2 separate regions of the Zea mays genome follow, and region 1 is linked to region 2. A link is a contact called in public Hi-C data. All regions are on one chromosome and are shown on one strand. The core of a region is the stretch at or near the end of the contact, and the rest is flanking DNA. Distances in the headings are between cores, read along the strand shown. Region 1 holds the start of LOC100273417 (V-type proton ATPase subunit E3). Region 2 holds the start of LOC103636131 (zinc finger CCCH domain-containing protein 13).

The links. Hi-C and Micro-C count contacts between places; a contact is called where the count stands out from the background.
Region 1: a Hi-C map of bundle sheath shows a contact between it and region 2, with 2.4 times the contacts expected there. The contact joins the promoter of LOC100273417 here to the promoter of LOC103636131 in region 2. A contact is called at or near these places in 6 of 25 Hi-C or Micro-C datasets (bundle sheath, ear, leaf and 2 more).

The regions. Positions count from the first base shown.
Region 1 is chr8:152,116,118-152,119,046 of Zm-B73-REFERENCE-NAM-5.0, forward strand. LOC100273417 (V-type proton ATPase subunit E3) reads left to right here and starts at 1,395. Exons shown (of 6, transcript NM_001147854.1): 1 at 1,395-1,599. The coding sequence starts at 1,498.
Region 2 is chr8:151,608,046-151,611,069 of Zm-B73-REFERENCE-NAM-5.0, forward strand. It overlaps LOC103636131 (zinc finger CCCH domain-containing protein 13), which reads right to left and starts at 1,556. Exons shown (of 5, transcript XM_008658490.3): 1 at 328-1,556. The coding sequence starts at 1,183.

The DNA of each region.
Region 1 (2,929 bases), core at 145-2,644, 510 kb after region 2:
TGGCATTTCGTCGAACATGTAAACTACATGCGGTAGAAAGCTAACAGTACAAGCAATAAGAACACGTATTTATTTCTTCCTGTGCCTCGCCGGCCGGTCAGCGTGCTCATTTGTCCCCATGTGGATCGACCATGGCCAGGTCAGCGTGCTCATTTGCACGGCCAGGACCCCAGGGGTTGCAAGACGACCGCGGGGCTAGAGGAGGCAACGTCGAGGACTACTTTGCGGAGGAGCCGGCGGCGCGGCAGGCCGTGTAAAAAGCGAAGGCGAGTAGGGGCGATTGGGGAGGATCTGTGACGCTCAAATTTGCGGGAGGGCAGGAAATGGATGAGGGAAGCAAAAAAAATGGGTATAGTTGTTGCACAAACGGTCGGCCCGGTTCCGCACGGCACGGGCCGGCCCGACGGATAATCAGGCCATGCCCGATCGGCCCGCGTGTCGCAGCTACGGTCCAATCACGGCATACCGGCCTAGTAGCTATGCTGGGCCGATCCGTTAACTTGTTCATGTTGTGTTGTTAAATCAGGAAAAATAGTAAAAAAAACTATACACAAGTGAGGTTTTAAACCCACGACCTCTCTACAAGGCTGAAAACGCTACATGAAGGAGACTAACATGTAAAACTTACATCTAGTGCATTTGTTGTAAAAATAGCAATTATAAAATCTAAATATATATACTATGTTTTATAAAATAAAAAATATAATCGTGTCGGACCGGACTGGCACTGCGGGCCGATGCAATGGCGTGCCGGGCCCGGTCTGGAACTATTAAATGAGTTGTGCTTTGGGCCGGTCCGTTAAACACGACCCATTTGGCCATCTATAAATATAAATATGGGGAGAAGAGGGAATGGTTGGAGGGCTCAAAATGTGTTTTTTCCTTAAAACGTTTTTGGGTTGGTTTAGGTGATTTCTTGGAGATACCCTAAGAGCATCTACAACAACGACCTATAAAAAAACTCTATAATTTAAAAATGAGTATAATTTATATAATTTAGGGCATCAACAAAACACACCGCTCTAACAGTAAAGCCTCAAATATAGATTATATGACAGCCCACTATAGTGTATTTGAGGCACTTGAGAATGTATCTTATAGTTTTTTGATCAAATTTTATGAAATGAGGCACTGTTGTAGTTATTTTTTCAGTGTAAAACTCTATATTTTAATTTAAGACATTAGCTTGAGATATTGTTGGAGATACTCTGATGTAAAAAACTGGTCAGACAATGACCGGAAGCAATGATAAAGATCACGGAACCATGGACCGGGTTCACGAAATAATGGTATCACATACAGACAGGCAGCGGCAACCAACCCGATCACGTTGCCCCCGCGCGGCTAGACGCCTAGACTAGCCCCACGACCTCCACCTCGACCAGTCTCGATCCCGTGGACTCCCGATTGCCTCCTCAGCAACTTCCATACCCCCAGCGCGGCGGTGCCGGAGCGAGCAGAGCAGCCGGAGGGCCTGTCGGATCCGCCGCCGTCAAGATGAATGACGCCGATGTATCCAAGCAGATCCAGCAGATGGTGCGGTTCATCCGCCAGGAGGCCGACGAGAAGGCCAACGAGATCTCCGTCTCCGCCGAGGAGGTCAGTTTACCCTGCCTGCCGCTTCCTCACCCTCCTAGAAGCTTCCAGAAGCTTCTAGATGCTTGTCTCTGTACTCTCAGCTGCCCGATCTGGCTGACGCGCTCCATGATCCCGAAGCATCTGGGAGAGCCGGCTTTAGCTGCTCGATTGTTTTAACGCTTGGTGCTTCGCTTATTGTGTACGAGATCCGTAGTCCCAAGCGACAAAGGCCCCCAGTTCCGAGGCAGATCGAGGAGAGTTTGGAGTTGGGTTAGCGGCTCTAGGGCTTTGGGCTTGTTACGCTCATGGTGGGTGGTGAACATTGTAGAGAGTTCTAGATCGCGGAGGTTTTGTGCCTCCAACCCTCCACGCTTTTGAGTTGGTATTCACGCCATTCTCTACCGACTGGCATAATTCTAGGGCTCCTGTATAACTGTAGTCAGACGAGGTATGTTTTCGGAGCTCACAAATGGTTCACATGCTTCCTGAATGTTCTGGAAACAAAATTGGAGCTTAAGCTGAATTGGGAACTCCTAAGACGTGATTCTCATCCTTCATCTAGAAGCTAAATGATCTTAAGCTGAATCACTCCATTTCTCCTCTTGATTAATTCTATGTCATTCCCTTCAAAGGGAACGTCTCATGCTTGGATGCCCAATTTGTCTTCTGGCTTGGTTCTAGGAGTTATGCTTCAAAAGTTCAAATAGCTTTCTGAAAATAAGAGTGTAACCCCTGATATCAAAAGTTCAAACAACTAATCACAACTTCTGTATGTCCGGTACCTAATTACCTAAGCCATTAACCATGTATCACTTTTTAAGGTGTCTTCTATTTTCTCGTTGTAGTGTAGACATTGAAGTAACTGTACTGGAAGATGCGATCTGATCGATACCAATTTTGGTTGGTTGCTTGATGAATTGCTAGTGTGCTAGACACTGGACGACAAATTTACTTGTTGGAGGGCTTCTACAATCATGCATATTCATGTATTTTCCTTTTTGTCTTTGCTGCCAACTTATGAACACAGTGTACCAATTAAATTCAATGTATGAGATCACATGCGTGTATGATTAATATACTGATTCTGCTACAGTGTAGTAGAATATGATGGACCATTATGTTCAACCTCCATTGGTAGAATACACCTGCCAAACATTCAAAATCTTGACTAATAATATGTATAAACTATAAAGATTACCTATTTACTTGTGTGAAAAACACATTGCTAGACCTATCTTTTAAAAAATGCTTCCATAAAAGTACATTTGTTATTGTAGATCGGCATGAAAAAAGTAGCATGCACAGTTTAGTCTTGAAGAATGAAGATCATAAAAAACTAAACAATACAAGA
Region 2 (3,024 bases), core at 306-2,805:
CAACAAGATACCATGCTGTAAGCTATATATAATAAGCATAACAGAGTTTAATGTAGCAAAGGGAAACATGGATATTAAATCGTTCAGTGTGATAGAAAACAACGCAAAAGTAGGAAAACTATGAACTCCACAGGTTACAACCATTTCCAGCACATTTATTAATATATGCTAGAACTATTTAAAATAATGATAGCATCATGCAAAACTCTAAATGAAATCAGGATAAGAAAACTGTAACACATTGCAGTAGGAACATGACGTATAATCGTACATAGAGCAGGAATGCTATTGGTATTGTTGAGAACATGTAGAAAATGGGCTACTCACCATTGACATCTGTATCTCTCCTATATGAGTAGGCCTCCTGTTCCGTCCTACTCATCTTCAAGCCACTCTTCCTGCTCCCGCCATCCTCATACCTCTCGTGCTTGGAATCATGATCTTTCTTGTCCCACTCCCGCTCCTTCTGCCTATCACGCTCCCTCTCATGCTCCCTGTCCCGCTCTCGGTCCCTATCTTTCTCACGCTCCCGTTCTCTCTCCCTCTCCTTCTCTCGTGCTCTTTCCTTCTCACGCTCTCTATCCCTACTCCTTCCCCTATCTCGCTCCTTCTGCCGCTCCCATTCTTCCCCCCTTTCCCTTTCGTTCTCCCTATCTCTGTTATCCTTATAATGCCCGGTACTCTCCTTCCTCCCCACATCCTTCTGTTTCTCTGACCTCCGTTTCCCAGAGTCACTCTTAGACAGAACCTCCTCAGCCCTGTCATCCACAGCCACTGCTCGTCTGCTTGACCTCTTGGACTCATCCCCTGATCCCCTGGACCTGTCGGCCAGCTTCTCCACTTCAGCATGCCCAAAGGTCTCGCTCTTGGACCTCTTGTCGACCAGGTGATCGTCACAGACGCCACTGTTCCACCGGTCGCTGACCACATCAACCACGGCCTCCTCAACCCTCTCCTTCCTCTTCTTCCCGTGCTCAGCGTACCCGTTCCCTGATCTCACGGCCTCCTGTCCCGAGGACGAGCGGCGCCTCTCAGGCTCGGGATCTCTGGAAACCCTAGCCGCCGCGGCCTCCTCGCGCGCGCCGGCGACCGGAGCCGACTCCTCGCCATCTGACTCCGACCGGTCAGCGGACCCTCCTCGCCTGTGGGACCGGTGCGACCTGTGACGCGAGCTCCGAGGCATGGCGGGCCAACCCTAACTGAAAAACTACCAGCCCAGATGCGGAAGCTGGCGACGCGGGGCCCTTGAAGCCCTAGGGCGCGCGCGGATCTAGACAGACGTGGCGGCGGGGAGAGGGGACCGCGAGCGCGCTGGGGTACGGCGGCTAGGGTTTTGGTGGGGTGCGAGAACGGAGGGGAGGCGGTGGCGGCCGGGGATGAGAGACGACGAGTTCGTGGGTGGAGAAAATGGGGAAGGAAAATTGTTGGTTGATTTTCCGGCTTTGGATTTGGAGGGTTGCCGGGACGGGTTTAGTTGGGATTTGGTCCCGGCCTGGTGGTGGTTTGCTTCGCTGCGGTGCGGTGCGGCGCGGCCGAAGGGGCGCGCGGCCGGATTGGGCACGAGAGAAAGGAGTCGAGGCGCGCCGACGCGGGTGTCTTTCGGGCTGCGTTGAGCAGGTTCCAATTTTGGAAGGGAGTTCACCTCCTCCAAATTCAAGTGTCAAAATCAAATATGTAACGCAGGATGAGAATAGACTAATGGAATGTTTGTTTCATTTACTAATGATTAGTCGATGTTTGAATATAAATTATGAATATTAAATACGGTATAATTATAAAAATAGTTACGCAGATGAATAACACAAACGACGAGTCGAATTTATTAAGTCTAATTAATTTATAATTAAAAAATATTTAATATAGCATTACAGAATTTATTAAGTCTAATTAATTTATAATTAAAAAATATTTAATGTAGCATTACATTAGCGAATCGTGCAAATTTGTCTTAATGTTTAGTTATTATCTGTGTAATTAGTTTTATAATAATTAGATTATATTTAATATTTCTAACTAGTATTAAATATCTGATGTGATGGGACAGGTATTTAGTCAGGTGAATCTAAATGGGCCCTAAATGATCCTATTACATACACTTTGAGTCATGTCCCAATCTGCGATCTTTTTTGGACCTCGGCATATGTTTTACAAATTCTCATCTCGTTTGGTTCTTTCGTTCAAGAGGTTTGAAGCGCCCTAATCCTCTGGGACTCAAATATGATATAATTACTAGTTCTATGAGGTTAGTAAACACATTTATACATCAGATGATTCCAGATCTGCTTAAACGAGACAGACCTATAAAGGTGGCGATCAACTTTAAGAGTTGGTCCACAACTCGGGACATATCATCAGAGTGGGGCTGAAGCAGCCCGATATACGCAGTGAAGCAAATTAGCGGTCTAACAGCCACGGGCAAGGTTGGAACAGGCGTAACTCTTACCCGATCAGCGATTTCTTTCTCTGAAAAACAACAAATAAGCAAGGGTGAGTCACTACCGGAAACGGGCGCTTTGCCGAGTGCCCGAAGCACTCGGCAAAGCCTTAAAAACACTCGGCAACGTCTTTGCCGAGTGTGACACTCGGCAAAGAAGGCTCGGCAAACAGTGCATCGGCAAAGTCTTTTTTGTCGAGTACTTTTTCTCGGGCACTCGGCAAAGAAAAGCGGCCGTTACGGTGACGGGTGACGGAGACGGTGTCTTTGCCGAGTGTCTTTCCAGAAGCACTCGACAAAGAATATATCTTTGCCGAGTGCCCTCTAGGACACTCGGCAAAGAGCCCGCCAGGGAGGGTCCCCATGTCAGGCTATTTGCCGAGTGCTCTGTGCGGCACTCGGCAAAGCCGGCCTCTTTGCTGAGTGCCAGAGACATAACACTCGGCAAAGTCACTAAACCGGTGCCCAGGTTTTTGCTCTTTGCCGAGTGTTTTGACCCTGACACTCGGCAAAGCGCCTCTTTGTCGAGTGTTACACTCGGCAAAGTGACCAATATATACCTTTTTTATTTGTTTTTTGTATTCCATCCA